2 separate regions of the Mus musculus genome follow, and region 1 is linked to region 2. Evidence: chromatin contacts called from public promoter capture Hi-C data. All regions are on one chromosome and are shown on one strand. Each heading gives the region's core, a stretch centred on a gene start, on an enhancer-like site or on the middle of the called end of the contact. The rest is flanking DNA. Distances are from core to core; before and after follow the strand shown. Region 1 holds the start of Cartpt (CART prepropeptide). Region 2 holds the start of 6430562O15Rik (RIKEN cDNA 6430562O15 gene).

The links. Capture Hi-C pulls out chosen DNA fragments and counts their contacts.
Region 1: a promoter capture Hi-C map of liver shows a contact between it and region 2, with 3 times the contacts expected there. The contact joins the promoter of Cartpt here to the promoter of 6430562O15Rik in region 2. A contact is called at or near these places in 4 of 39 promoter capture datasets (the C10 cell line, the SN4741 cell line, cranial neural crest and 1 more) and 2 of 9 other capture datasets (embryonic stem cells and liver).

The regions. Positions count from the first base shown.
Region 1 is chr13:99,897,870-99,902,631 of GRCm38.p6, forward strand. It overlaps Cartpt (CART prepropeptide), which reads right to left and starts at 2,814. Exons shown (of 3, transcript NM_001081493.2): 1 at 2,607-2,814; 2 at 2,088-2,171; 3 at 614-1,157. The coding sequence starts at 2,765. The coding sequence ends at 1,050.
Region 2 is chr13:99,410,703-99,414,939 of GRCm38.p6, forward strand. It overlaps 6430562O15Rik (RIKEN cDNA 6430562O15 gene), which reads right to left and starts at 2,124. Exons shown (of 2, transcript NR_015515.3): 1 at 1,140-2,124; 2 at 134-869. It overlaps Mrps27 (mitochondrial ribosomal protein S27), which reads left to right. Exons shown (of 11, transcript NM_173757.3): 9 at 576-718; 10 at 1,493-1,663; 11 at 4,037-4,237.

The DNA.
Region 1 (4,762 bases), core at 1,564-4,063, 490 kb after region 2:
CTGACTTATTTCACTTAACATAATGATTTCCAGTTCCATCCACTTTTCTGAAGATATCACTTCACTTATCTTTATGGCTGCACACAATCCAATTGAGTGTCTGTTGCACAAATTCTTCATTCATTCTTTTGTTGCTGCACCTCTACGGTGATTCCATTCCCTGGCTTTTGTGAATAGTGCAGTAATGAACACATATGTGCAAGTGTCCCTGAACAAGGCTCACTGCTGAAAACCAAGGTCTGAATAAGTAACAGTGTGCTTGTTATCTCAAACCCAACCATCTCTACCCCTCCTCTCTCTCTCTCTCTCTCTGTCTCTGTCTCTGTCTCTCTCTCTCTCACACACACTGGGAAGAGAGAGAGAGAGAGAGAGAGAGAGAGAGAGAGAGAGAGAGGAGAGAGAGAGAGACTACCACCACACCTCTGTAGTTAGCACACAGTATGTATACTGAAGCTGGTGTAACACACTCCTAATTAATGATCAAAACTCCTTGGAGCTGAGGTGCTGCTCTCCCAATAGACAGCTATTTTTAAAATATTTCTCTTTCAAAACAACAGCATGATTAATCCTATTATTCCTATTTAAATTACTTATGTAGAAAGAGCCATGCACTGTGAGCAATTGTTAAAAATGCTTTATTATGTGTAATTTGTACATGCTTCAATTTGTGTGGCTTTAGGGCAATTTATTTTCCGGGTTGTGATGTCATCTACCCAAATTAACTAGATCTAATTCTCATTGTGACACACCACATACAAAAATACAGTTTTAAAACGAAGTTCCTCTTCTTCCCAGAAAGATTCACAAGAATGTGTCAGATGGATAAAACAAGAAAAGAAATCTTTGCACACACACCAACACCATTCGAGGCATTCTCCTTCACACAATGATGTCAAATCTTTTATTTTGAAGCAACAGGGAAAGAGCCCATCCGCTCTCTGAGGGGAACGCAAACTTTATTGTTGCTAAAGCCAGGCTCCAGGGATAATGGAGCGCTCCTTTGGGGGAAAGAGGGAATATGGGAACCGAAGGTGGCGGCTGTCGTCCCTTCACAAGCACTTCAAGAGGAAAGAATTGCAGGAAGTTCCTCGGGGACAGTCACACAGCTTCCCGATCCTGGCCCCTTTCCTCACTGCGCACTGCTCTCCAGCGTCACACTGTCAACAACACAACCGATGGTTACTGGGGTCCCAAGGGAGCTTCCTCATGGTACCATCAGCTCAGGTCGAAGCAGTCAGATCCGAAGCCCAGGGGGCCTCGGGCTTATAATTTCAGAAAGAGGATATTTAAAGGAAGAAATTTAAATGACTGATCCCCTCCTCCTACGTTCTTCTGCCTTTGGGGAGGGACCACAATTTCAGCTTCCTTTTCTCTTTATCTGAAAGGGGCGGGGGGGGGGGGAAATCACCCAGATTCTTGCATCTAAGAAATATACACGCCTTTAATCCCAGCACTCGGGAGGCAGAGGCAGGCGGATTTCTGAGTTCGAGGCCAGCCTGGTCTACAAAGTGAGTTCCAGGACAGCCAGGGCTACACAGAGAAACCCTGTCTCGAAAAACCAACATATATATTTTTTTCTCATAACCTTTGTTTTCTGCTTTCCCACTTCCTTGCTCAAAGAAGGAAAAAGTGTGTGTGTGTGTGTGTGTGTGTGTGTGTGTGTGCGCGCGCGCGTGTGATTTTTACCTAGAGCTGTACAACGAAGGTGACCAGTCCTGAAAACTTTTTATCACAGAATTTAAGAAAGAAAACAACAACGAAATGATACAAATAAAGAAAAAGAAAAAAAATGGTGGTGCTCTAGAAGGAATTAGAGAGAACTGAATAGATTCAAGGGCTCTCCCATTTGAGATGTTTCAGAAAGTACTCCCACTCAGATCATGAGACTGTTTTCTGGCCCTAAGTAGCCTGTTCCCTCTTGTTCTTAGAGACCAAGGAGCAAAGGGGCGAGGGCAGAAGCAAAGAGGACGTTCCAGATAAATTCTTCACCTAGCTGCTCAGCCACCTGCTAGAGTAAAGACCGTGTGTAAGATTCTAGGCAATCTTTTCTCGTGGAAAAGTAGGGAAAAGGGAACCCGGAGCCTTACCATGGGGACTTGGCCGTACTTCTTCTCGTAGATCGGAATGCGTTTACTCTTGAGCTTCTTCAGGACTTCTTGCAACGCTTCGATCTGCAACATAGCGCCGGGAGCCCGAAGTTGCCGCCTTGGCTGCGAGCCCAGCGCAGGTGCTCACTTTCAGCCCAGTTATAAGGAGCCCGGGACACACAACCGCGGGGCAGCAGGACTCGGGGGACAAAGGGGAGTAGATACTGGTGGAAAGGAAGCCAGGCGGGCAAAGTCCCTAGACCTGACCTCACCTTCCAGAGCCTCCAAGGAGCACACTGCCCAGACCGGCCACAACTAGGGATTCGCTCGACAGACAGCCCGCAGCCCGTGAACTCAAATATCTTTGTCTGGTAGAGGGTACCCAGGGTACTTTTTTTTTTTTAATCCAGCGTCAGGGGCTCTGCCTTCTGGGATGGGACTGGGATAGAGGGGGACGCACGCAAAGCAAGGACCCTGTGGTAGTCCAGTGGGGGAACCCGAGGCGAGGGAAATACTGACCAGCTCCTTCTCGTGGGACGCATCATCCACGGCAGAGTAGATGTCCAGGGCTCGGGGCTGCAGCTCGGCGTCCTCCTGGGCACGGGCACCCAGCAAAGGTAGCAGTAGCAGCAGGGCGGCGCCCAGGAGGGGTAGCAGCCGCAGGCGGGAGCTCTCCATGGTTCTGGACCTCCTCGCTGCTCGGGCACTGCGCTCTCCGGCTTCTTATAGCCGGTTGAAATCGGGTGCCGGGAAGAGGGAGGGGGAGAAGAAGGACGGGGGTGTGGAGGAGAGCCCGGGTCAGCCGTCTGTAGGCAGCGCTCCGCTGCCGTTTGACGTCAATGCCCGCCGGGCTCCGGGAGCCCGGGAACGAGGCTCTGCGCACAGATGGGCTAGAGCGCAGAAAACAAGACCCCGTGCCCCGAAACGCTGTCCGCCCCGCAGCCAGGGAAGCTTCCCTAGGGGCCAGAGCTGAAACTGAGGGGCAAAAGGTGAGGGAAATGGAAAATGCCTTCGGGGCAATGAACAAGCAGAAGAGTTGTTTTCCCTATCTTAGCCGTGGTAGATGCACCAGAGTTCTGCTCATAGGCTCTGCTTTGCCTCCCTAATCCCCAAGCCCCGGGTGTAGCAGCAAGAAGGATATGTGGACTCCAGCAGGCTCACTTGCTGAGCACAATTCTAGGAAAGCTAGGGAGTGAGGGAGATGATCAGCATACTAGACGAAGGGAAATTATGTCCTCTGCACCAAGGGCTCTGTAGAGGCTGTGTGATACTAATAACCCGAAGAGGAAAGTAGAGTAACTCAACTGAACGGGAGCGAGAGAACCGGACGTGGTACCAGTCCTGGGCCAATCACTTCCAGAGTCTGTACCTTAGCACAAAGTTAACCTTTCTGATGGGCTGACAGATGGCTCAATGATTAAGAGCACGTGCTGTTTTTACAAGGTCTGAGCTCGAGTTCCCAACACCGCAGGCACCTGCACTCGTGTACACATACTTACACATATATGGATAATTAAAACTAAAGTAATAGCACATTTTTAAAGAACCTCTCCGAACATCTATCTTTGTCTTATAAAACCGAAGTTGGAAGAATGTAACACTGGAAGGATGGAATTGACGGCTCTTGTGTACAACGTTCCTTAGTTACCCTCGCCACAATAAACACTAAGTTACCCTCGCCACAATAAACACTAAGTTACCCTCGCCACAATAAACACTGAGTTACCCTCGCCACAATAAACACTGAGTTACCCTCGCCACAATAAACACTGAGTTACCCTCGCCACAATAAACACTGAGTTACCCTCGCCACAATAAACACTGAGTTACCCTCGCCACAATAAACACTGAGTTACCCTCGCCACAATAAACACTGAGTTACCCTCGCCACAATAAACACTGAGTTACCCTCGCCACAATAAACACTGAGTTACCCTCGCCACAATAAACACTGAGTTACCCTCGCCACAATAAACACTGAGTTACCCTCGCCACAATAAACACTGAGTTACCCTCGCCACAATAAACACTGAGTTACCCTCGCCACAATAAACACTGAGTTACCCTCGCCACAATAAACACTGAGTTACCCTCGCCACAATAAACACTGAGTTACCCTCGCCACAATAAACACTGAGTTACCCTCGCCACAATAAACACTGAGTTACCCTCGCCACAATAAACACTGAGTTACCCTCGCCACAATAAACACTGAGTTACCCTCGCCACAATAAACACTGAGTTACCCTCGCCACAATAAACACTGAGTTACCCTCGCCACAATAAACACTGAGTTACCCTCGCCACAATAAACACTGAGTTACCCTCGCCACAATAAACACTGAGTTACCCTCGCCACAATAAACACTGAGTTACCCTCGCCACAATAAACACTGAGTTACCCTCGCCACAATAAACACTGAGTTACCCTCGCCACAATAAACACTGAGTTACCCTCGCCACAATAAACACTGAGTTACCCTCGCCACAATAAACACTGAGTTACCCTCGCCACAATAAACACTGAGTTACCCTCGCCACAATAAACACTGAGTTACCCTCGCCACAATAAACACTGAGTTACCCTCGCCACAATAAACACTGAGTTACCCTCGCCACAATAAACACTGAGTTACCCTCGCCACAATAAACACTGAGTTACCCTCGCCACAATA
Region 2 (4,237 bases), core at 874-3,373:
GTGCAGGTGGCCCTGTGCTTCCCGGGGCCCTGCTGCCTGGCCACAGCTGCGTGGCAGTTTGAGCAACCTGGCCCTGTGACCTCAAAGGTAGCCGGGACGCTGATGTAAGAACTGATAACACTCAAGAAAGTGAGGGGGGAAGCAGTTCCTTTTCTTATTCATAAAGAAAATAGATTGTATGTTTGACACTTTTCAAAACAAGTCACACATTTCCCGGCAGGGAAAGTCACCGCTGAGTCACAGGGTCCTCAGAGTAGGAAGCTGTGACATTGCTTTTTCTGGGTATGGTTTTGGCCTTGAAACATACGTAGTATAATTTTCTTTTGTCTTAAGGGTGGCCTTCTGTAGGAACAGCTCTGTCAGACTCTCAAAGTTCCTCAGCCCAATGATTCATGGGCCCTGGTAAATCTCCAGCCAGAGGAAACACATAACACAAGTTCACCAAGCTTCCTTTTAAGGTGTGCGTGGTGAGGGTCCTTGCCTAGGCTGCTGTTGGCTGGGGCCTTCCAAGCCTTTGGCTGCAGACCCAGTGAGGAGGCATGGCTGATCAGTCTTTGTTGCTCTTTTGGCCACAGGGAAGGTGGAACTGCAGCGTGGGGTGCGGGCTGTATACCACGGCATGCCTCTGATGTGGACACCAGGCTACCTCGACAGAGCCCTCCAAGTGATGGAGAGGGTGGCCTCCTCCCCTGAAGACCTCAAGCTGGGTAGAGAAGTGGTATGTTTTTCCACCCCACTCAGTCAAATGGAGGCTTCACAGGCATCTGTTCCCATGGTCTTTCTCCTTCCGCTGCTTTCTGTATGTGTGCAGAATTGGTATTTATTCCGTTTAAAAGGATGAAAAGAAACCACAAACATTTTCAGTGTGGCTGTCAAAAAGGCAATGGAAAATCAGATTATTGTTGATTCATACATCATTAAGTGAAAGGAAAGCTGTCTGCTCCCTTACATTCAAGCTCAGATCAATAAATACCACCCTCTTCACCACCTCCCCCATCCAAAAGGGATTTACGGCGGTGGAATAGAAACTTAAGTAGTTTTGGTGGATTTACCCCTCCTGTAGTATGGAGAGACTACATAGCACTTTTCTCCATTATCCTTGGCTATTGGTAAAGTATCTGTCTCACAAGCTTACGTACCTGAGTTCAGATCCCCAGAACCACTTAAAAAGCCAGGCCCAGGAGTGCAGTTATCGTCCGGTAATGGCAGGGAGGGAGCAGAGAGACATGAAGCCCTGGGAGCTGGCTAGCTGCCTAGCCTACACCCTTGGAGATGCTCTTCTGTGTGGCCTTGACTCTGAAATGCCAAGGCTCACCACTCAGCTTTCATTTCTGTCCTGAGGTCCTCAACCCAGTGTCTCCCATGGCACATTATGCTGATATCATTAATGCTCTTTCTCAGTCATTATAACCAAGGAACACACACTTTGAAGTTGGCCTGCACACAGTCAAGTCTATAACAGATGTCCTCCTGACTCTCCTGTGCCCTACAGCTCGATGTGCTGGATGGAGTCCTGAAGGTGGTGACGTCTCCAGATGTCCAGACTTCAGAGGCACAGCCTCAGGAAGGTGAAGATGGCTTGGGCTCAGCAAACCTGGTGGAGCAGCTAGACACTGAGGAACCAGAACAGTCCAAGCTTCCCCGATACCTCGAGCGCTTTCAGGTGATTCGTAGTAGAAACTGAGCCTTTTCCTGCATCAGTCACACACAAAGGCATGAAAAACTCGCATCAAGAATTGCAGTTGTGTTCCTTCCCACAGACCGTGGCCTTTTGGGAAAGCAGTGGCATTGTTACGACTTCATGCTTGAGCTGATGTCACGGTTCCGTTCCCTGGGGCAGCACGGCACCCCAGCGGCTTCTCAACAGCAGCCTGATTCCCACTCAGGGTGGCAAGTGACCAGCCATTTCTCTACACTACACCAAATGTGCTGGGTCAGTCACAGCTTCAGCAGAGATAAGACTCACGAATCCTTTGTGGCGCTTAGCTGGCAGCTTTGTGCTGTTCAGCAGGGCCATTAGAGACACTGCCTGTGGACAGGTTTCCAGAACAGTGCTGAGCACTCAAACTGTCAGTGAGCTCTCTGTCCCAAATGCTCTGCTGTTTGTGTCAGGGAAGAAAATCCCTGAGCCTGCTCTCTGCTTTGTTTCTTGTCTCTTTAATACAAAAAGAAGGAAGTACTTTCAGGTTATGATGTCATCATAGGAGCGGGAGAATTCTCCTCCCACGCCTGCTGCTGCACTGTGCCTTTTCACAGCAGGAAGGAGAGCTGGGCTCCTGCCCGTGAGTCTGTCTCTTCTGACCCAGCAATGGCAGGCCTTGCCGTAGCACAGGATCCCATGGTATTTTAGGGTTTTTTCTCCCCAATACTTCTGAAGGGAAGTCATTCTTAGCTTCTCTCCTGTAATTTGAAACTAAGAATAAAAAGATTGATGTTCCTTGTCATACCCCAAGGACAAAGCAGAGTAGAGAACTTAGACACAGTTCTTTCTCTTAACTTTGCTTGTCAGTGTATAAAACTTAAAGAAAACAAGAATCACCACACTTGCTGGGCGTGGTGGTGCACGACTTTAATCCCAGCACTCGGGAGGCAGAGGCAGGAGGATTTCTGAGTTTGAGGCCAGCCTGGTCTACAGAGTGAGTTCCAGGACAGCCAGGGCTACACAGAGAAACCCTGTCTTGAAAAAACAACATCAACAACAAAACATTAAAAAAAAGAATGACCACACTGCTGAATGCTGCCTGAGGTTGCTGAGCCACTGTCAGGCGTCAGGTTTGCCTGGGTTTTGTAAATGTTGTACTCAGTTTTGATTGCTTTTTGACTTTTGGCCGTTTTTTGTCCGTTGCGTCTCAGAGGATGGAGACCTTTGTCTTCACTAGCTTCTAGCCCTTTTACTGCCATGGGACACTGTCTGAGCATCCAAGAAAGAACAGAAACACATGTTTGTAGCCTGCCATCTGTGACCTTAGCTATGTTAGCAGCTGTAAGCCCCCTCCCCCATTTCCTTTATCCTCACAGGAGGCCTGGGCGGGAGAGTCTCGGCTTATGTGACCCAGCAGTGAGCTGGGATTTGGACAAAGCCAACCTCCTCACAGTTGAGATTTCCTGGCTTTCTCTTTGGCCTCAGACTACCTGGAAAATTATGTTAGGAAGAAATGGTTTTCAGTTTACATTTTCTTCCTGTTGCCTGCTTTTCATTAGTCTGAGGTCATCTGTTTGGGTCTGTTTTTATAATTAGTCTGCTCCTTAGATCCCATCGGTCTGGCCCCCTTTGCCGTTCTGCCAGATCCTATGCTGTACGCTAAGTCACCTCGGGGTGCGAGCACATGTGACTCTCAGCTGCAGCTGGGGTCCTAAATGTCACTCTCTGGTGATCTGTGTCTAGAAGCACTTAAATTGATTAATGCTTTTAGTAAGTCTCTGGGCTGCTACACTGACCCTACCAGGCTGCCCTCTCAGACGGAGCTGTAAGCAGGCAGGAGGGAAGGGCTGACCTGTGGGGGAGCACAGCAGGTGGAGGCCTACAGTGCTCAGGCACTCTGGAAAGCTGTTTAGCATTAGTGAGAAATCCCTGCAATGATTTCCATCTGTTGAAAGGAACCAGGGGAAGTCACTTAAATGAAAAGACGGGACTTCCGAACTTCCTATCCTCCACCATCTTGTCCAGTGGCATTCTCACTGCTCAGTTAGGAGCAGGCCTAAGTGGAGACCTCGTGGCTCAAATAAGAACTGAATGACCGTGAAGCCGGAAGTACAGGAGGTGCAGCTGCACTGTGTGTGCCAAGGTGGGGTGATGTCGTGTGCGGGGCTGCACTGCTCCCTGGGGTGATGTCGTGTGCCTGGCTGCACTGCTCACACCTTGGTTTAACAGCTGAGCAGGAGAGCCCAGCGAGAGGCAGCTGCCCCTGCAGGACAGATGCAGGGCACCTTCCTGCAAGCAGATGGAGCGGCTGTTAGCGGAGGACTCAGTTGCTTCTCACTGTCCTCCTTTCTCCTGCCTGTCCCTTACCTTTCGATTTCCCTTTGCTTCCAACAGGCCTCTCGGTCTAAACTGCAGGAGCTGAACAGAGTTGAGTCTGAAAGTCTTTTGACTCTGACCACCCAGCTTGTAAAAGAAAAACTCCCCGCCTGTGAGGCCGAGGACCTGGCCACCTACGAGCAGAAACTCCGTGAGTGGCACCTGGAGCGGGTGCAGTTGATCCAGAGGGAGCAGGAACAGAGGGAGAAGGCCAAGCAA